Linked DNA regions of Gossypium hirsutum: region 2 is linked to region 1. Evidence: chromatin contacts called from public Hi-C data. All regions are on one chromosome and are shown on one strand. Each heading gives the region's core, a stretch centred on a gene start, on an enhancer-like site or on the middle of the called end of the contact. The rest is flanking DNA. Distances are from core to core; before and after follow the strand shown.

Region 1 (2,965 bases), core at 20-2,519:
GGTGATGAGACGGGCTCTGATGTTGCCCTTGGTGATGATGCTGATACTGCTGATGATGCCCACCAGAAACACCTTTAGTCTGTTTTGGCCCATCAATAGCCTTTTGGCAATGAAGAACATGACCTTGAAAATTCTTATGAGGCTCCTCTAATGCTTTTTTTGCACTATCGACCGACCTATATACAAAAAGAGCAAACCCTTTAGGTTTCCCTGTCTGCTTATCAAGCCCCATTGGACCTTCCTCAATTTCCCCATACTGTTTAAAAAACTCAAGCAAATGCCCCGGGTCCAATTCAGGCGATACGTTACTAACAAAAATCTTCCTCTGGGTATACTCGGAAACCGGTGGACCCGTGGGAGGCGGAGCAGGAACCGGTCCTTGCACTGCCAGCTGACAAGAAGTGGTTCGAATACCGATCTTCTTCTGTGGCTGTTTCAAAGCCCGCCGCGCCCCACTCCTATGTTTAAATAGAATAAAAGCGTAACCTTTCGATTTCCCGGAAACCCTATCGGTAACCGCTTTGCATTCTTCGATCTCGCCGTACTTTGAAAACTCGCCGGTAAGGGTTTCGGCAGTGGTATCCCAACTCAACCCGTGTACAAAGATCTTCCGATGGGCCGGGTCCGCATCCGCGAACTCCCGAACCGACGAGATAAAATCCGGGTGATTCTCGACCGCTTTTTTAATAAGGGTAATCAATTGATCTTTAGCGAACGGTTCTAGAAGTTTCTCGACAGGTTCGTCGTCGCATTCATCTTCTCGACCCGTTTCTCTTCGTGCTCCGTTTAAAACGGCGGCGTATGATGAACCTACTAAGGTTTCGTTTTCCGCTTCTTCGTCGTCCTCGTCATCTTCCTCCTCCTCCTCCTCCTCTTCTTCAAATTCCTCTTCTACTTCTACTTCTTCTTCGATTTCCTCTTCCACTTCTAGTACTTGCTGTTCTTCGTCCACGTTTGGATTCGGGTTCGGATCTTCGGGTATGTATACGGGTTGTTGCTGCTGTTTTTCTTGGGCCGGTTGAGGTTCCGACGCTATTTTCGGGGGTTCTGGATCAGAGGAGCTTTGCTTTCGCTTTCTGGCCATGGAGGAATTCAAAGATTTGCAACATCAAATTTAGGGATAAACTGAGAATCGGGACAGCCTAGGGTTTACTCTTTTAAGTATTGGTATCATATTTTGTATGGGTCGGATCGGGCGCCCATGGTTTTGTTGGGCTCAATAAATTTGGGCCTTTTTATCACATCTTAAGAAAATTTATGAGTGAATTTTGACTCCAACCAAAACTTCAACTCCATCCCTTTGAATTTAATTCCATTCAACTTGAATGGTAATAAAAACACAACATTTGAAACCCAAAGTAATGTCGTATTGACATAACTCCACTTGATACGCTGGACACTTATAAAATTTAGTAATAATTTTTTAATAAAATAATAAAAATTTAAAAAATTAATACTTAATTCTAACTTTAAATTAAACCGATACAATTAATTTTAACTAAAATGAATTCAACCCACACATTGAAATAGGTCAAGTTTTCATTATTAATTCAATCAATTCTTGTGTCCAAATAATATTTTTATATTAAACATTATATATGTTTAAAAATATACTTAGTTGTACTCCAAGTAATTATCTATTAATTAGGTGTTGATCTATTTCAAAAATTATTTAAATTCGAAATATCGATAATATTTTATAATTTGAGAACCTAAGAATATATATATTAAGGGCATATAAATAAACTCGAAAATGAATTTTATTATAGATAATCGAGTTTTTAATATTAGTGACAGACACAAGCAATTTAGTGCCTTCATGATCATAAATACATTATAGTAATATGACGTTAAAAAAATGAAATAAATAATAATGTTTATAATAGATAAAATCATATGATTTTTTTTTATATAAAATAGAGTTTATATTGGTTTGAACTATAAAATTGAGGATATTAATTATTAATAATATATATTATTTTAAAGATTATTTTAATTAATGTTGAGGTAAAAATTGTAATATCCATTCATCGTCATTACATATTTATTTAATTCACAATACATGTTATACTGAATTTGCTTTAAATTCACCCTTACCTCCCCGTATCATTCTCTAATGTGAATGTTCCGATTAAATTTAATTTATATATTTTTCTAATATAGTATTGTAATTATAATTTGTAATTCTGAAGCAATTGATTGCATCAATAGTCCAATGCCTTAGTATTGATTAAAGATAATTAAATTTACTCGTGAGTTGGGCTGGGTAAAAAATGAGTAGGTTTAGATGATGATAGATTAAATGAAAAAAAGATCAATATAAAAGACGATGATAGTTATATTGTAACAATATTTTAAATTGACATTGTTAAATATGATTCTTATTTTCAGTTAAATTTGAAAAATAATCTTTCAGTTAAACTCTGTTACTTGTTTCAATCAAACACTGATTAGTTTAGATTATTTTATTATTATTTGACATATGAATTTAGCCTATAAATAAGCTCTTTTACAACCTTAGAAAAATATACCCATTAGAGATTGGAACTCATAACACATTTAGAGAATTTTGCGTTTACGTTTTGAGGGTTCTTTGTTTTTGGGTTTTCGGGGTTCAATTTTATCTCCATCTTTTGTATTCTTTGTTCTTTTGCAATTATAGTAAAATTATCTTTGCCCGTGGTTTTTTATCCTCTTTGGAGGGATTTTTCCACGTTAAATTTGTCTGTCAATTTCTCAATTTATTCTACTATTTTTCTTATTCGTTGCTTAATCGGGTCGATCCTAACAGACATGTTTAATTTAGCATACTTTTAAGTATTAATAATTTTGTTGATTAAGTTGATGTCACAAGTTAAATCGACACGAACTCAAGTGATCATCGATGCAAGATTGATGACAACACTATGATAAATAACTATAGTGCATTTGGTATTATTAATATGATGTATTAACGTGTTTAAAT
Region 2 (2,874 bases), core at 33-2,532, 180 kb before region 1:
CAAACAATGGTATAAAGATCAATGCATAAACAAGAAAGGGAAAAAAGGGTTGATGCAAATGAAAGAATTACCTGGACGAGAGAGCAACCAAAGAATGAAGACGCAGAGGAAGAGGATGAGAGGGATAGCGTGAACCAACTTCTCCGGCAAAGGAAACATTCGAAAGCGAGAAACCCCTTTCTTCTTTTCCTCGGCGTTGCCTGTTGGTATTGCCATTGAACGACGACCTGGTCTCATCATCTTTCAAGATTGATTTTTTCTCTACCATGAGTTCCAAGTGTTCTTGTTTGGAGGGGCTGATGAAGATACAAGACTTTTTTTTGGGGGGCGGGGGGTACTATCAGTTGGTTTAGTTATAGCTTCTAACCACTTTAGGCGGGAAATCTTGCAGCTCCTAACTATAACTTAAGGTTAGAGCTCACGCAGGGTTAAGTTAAGTCTATATATTAGATTATTTCACACTGTGCCAGACAACGCGTTTACTTATGGGTAGTGTAAAAATAGTGTTGATGGTGAGATTATATATTATAATAATATTATAGAGTGTAACAAAAAAGATTAAACGCACCACGTTGAAAGTAAACGTCTATTCAAAGGGGCACCGTAAGTGACAAGGAAAAGTAATTTAAATCATATGAAAACTAATATAAGTATTAGGAATTTTTTAATTGTATATGTTTAAAATTTTAATAGTATATATAATCAGTAAATGTTAAATGAAATAATATATTTTTATTTTTTAAAAAAAAATTATTATGAAAGACTCTAAATAAACTTTAATGGTATTAAAAATATAAGTAAATTTAGATCAAATTTGAAATCATAATGTAAGTCAAATCGAGCGTGCTAATATTATATAACAATTTACCATTTGTAATTTTAACAATAGTGACCAGAATAATTAAATTATATAACGTAGTTGTTTAAATTGTAAACTTTTTTTTATTTTTGGTGCCTAAAATAAATATTTTTTTATAATTAGATAACTATTTGTATACTTTTCGTATTAATTTAAATTGAATTAGCTTATTGAATTAATTATTAAGGTTAATATGTATGGAAGTATTTGAAAAGAGGTTTAGTATCTAATTTGTTTTTAATCTAAATTGTATTTAAACTTGAAAACGATAAATCAATTTGGTATTTTTTTTATTTTAAGTAATTAACTAATATTGTTGAAATAAATTCATGTGACACTAACAATCTATGGCATATTGGTACGCGACAATAAGTGGCAAAAATATATTTTTATAAATTTACTTACCATTTTGAAATTTAGTTACCAAAGTTACGCGTTGCCAAGTTCAGTATATAACTATATGTTAACCGTAGTTATCATCTAACTTGAATTTTCTTTGCTCAGCCAAAATTTTGATGTTCAACTGAGCCTAATCCAGTTAAGAGCAGGATGAAGATCGAATCCTTGTGAATTTGAGATGGGTTGCCCAAATCATAGCCCATTTTCAACTGCCTGGAACCTTTGACTTTGCGTGGACTCTTCTGGATGATATACATATTACATATATTCACAAAAACAAACATTTCCAGGCAAAATTAGCTTAGAAATGGTAGTGGCGAGATCAATAGCGCTAAAAGCAGTGAATACCGCCAGTTTATGGGGTCTAAACCGGAGTCGTTTCGGGGGTTTGCCCAAGGTCCAAACCGTGAGGGCATTGTCGACAATCATGTCTCCGCCGTCCAAGGCAGTCGTCTACGAGCACCACGGTCCACCCGACTCCGTCACCAGGTCCCCGATATCCAAATTTCGTTACTATTATTATTATCTTTCTTTTTTTATTGCTTACTTTTTTATTTATAGAATGATAGAGCTACCCCCAGTAGAAGTGCAGGAGAATCAAGTTTGTGTTAAAATGTTGGCTACTCCCATTAACCCCTCTGACATTAACCGTATTGAAGGTCTGGGTTTTCTTTTCCACGTTGGGTTTTACTTCATTTGATTTAAAAGTCTTGATCTTTGATTAGTTGAAGAATTGGGTAGTTGTATACTATGTTATTCGGACTCTTTATAGATATAGGGATACGAACTTTGGGGAAAAAAAATTTAACCATGCTTATGCCGGGTACATGCTCATATCCACAAATCATAGTCGAGTCCGAATAACATAAGTTTTGAATAATAATAGTAATAATGAGTTTCAAGGCTTTTGTAAATAAACAAAAGTTTATTTTTATTGTATAGGAGTATATCCTGTGAGGCCACAGGTGCCAGCAGTTGGAGGCTATGAAGGTGTTGGAGAAGTGTATTCTGTTGGTTCTGCGGTTAAGGGTCTCTCCCCAGGCGATTTGGTCATTCCATCTCCACCCTCCTCTGGTTTGTTCTTTGCACCTTTTGCTTTGCAATTGTAATTTTACTTCGAATACCTAGTGCTTAAATATCGATAATCCTACACATCTTTCTAGTTATGTATGTTCAAGTTTAGGTGCTAAATTTTATATCTCGAATTACCTTTAAGTTGGAATGTGAAATGGATTGCTGTTAAAAGAAAATTGGGTAGGAAAGTTTAAGAATGGCTAGTCTTATTGCACTCAGTAGTGTAAGAGATTTAACGCCAGAGATGTGATTGAACCTATTGTAGTAAAATAATTAGTTGAAACTTGCAAGATTCTGAGATCCTTTTTCATATTAATGACTAGGGAACCTTTGAAATATAAAAATTTTCGACATCCCATCTTCAACCTAACAAAATTTGTTGAAGTTTCTTTTAATTTTCTCATTTAGATGTCTTAAAACCATTAAGATAGGATTTCTTGAAGTGAAATAGTGAACTAGAATAAGGAGCGTTTAGACTGATCTTTCATTCGTCTTAATGCTAAGATCAACGAAAAATTATTGGCAGGAACATGGCAGACTTA

Evidence for each region. Hi-C and Micro-C count contacts between places; a contact is called where the count stands out from the background.
Region 2: a contact with region 1 is called in a Hi-C map of leaf, with 1.8 times the contacts expected there. The contact joins the promoter of LOC121224237 here to the promoter of LOC107963866 in region 1. A contact is called at or near these places in 2 of 34 Hi-C or Micro-C datasets (both in leaf).

Annotation. Positions count from the first base shown.
Region 1 is chrA03:6,614,495-6,617,459 of Gossypium_hirsutum_v2.1, reverse strand. LOC107963866 (UBP1-associated protein 2B) reads right to left here and starts at 1,269. Exons shown (of 2, transcript XM_016900368.2): 1 at 1-1,269. The coding sequence starts at 1,084.
Region 2 is chrA03:6,794,644-6,797,517 of Gossypium_hirsutum_v2.1, reverse strand. LOC121224237 (enoyl-[acyl-carrier-protein] reductase, mitochondrial) reads left to right here and starts at 1,282. Exons shown (of 10, transcript XM_041107128.1): 1 at 1,282-1,747; 2 at 1,820-1,917; 3 at 2,201-2,332; 4 at 2,859-2,874. The coding sequence starts at 1,566. LOC107950885 reads right to left here and starts at 348. Exons shown (of 2, transcript XM_016885807.2): 1 at 72-348. The coding sequence starts at 240.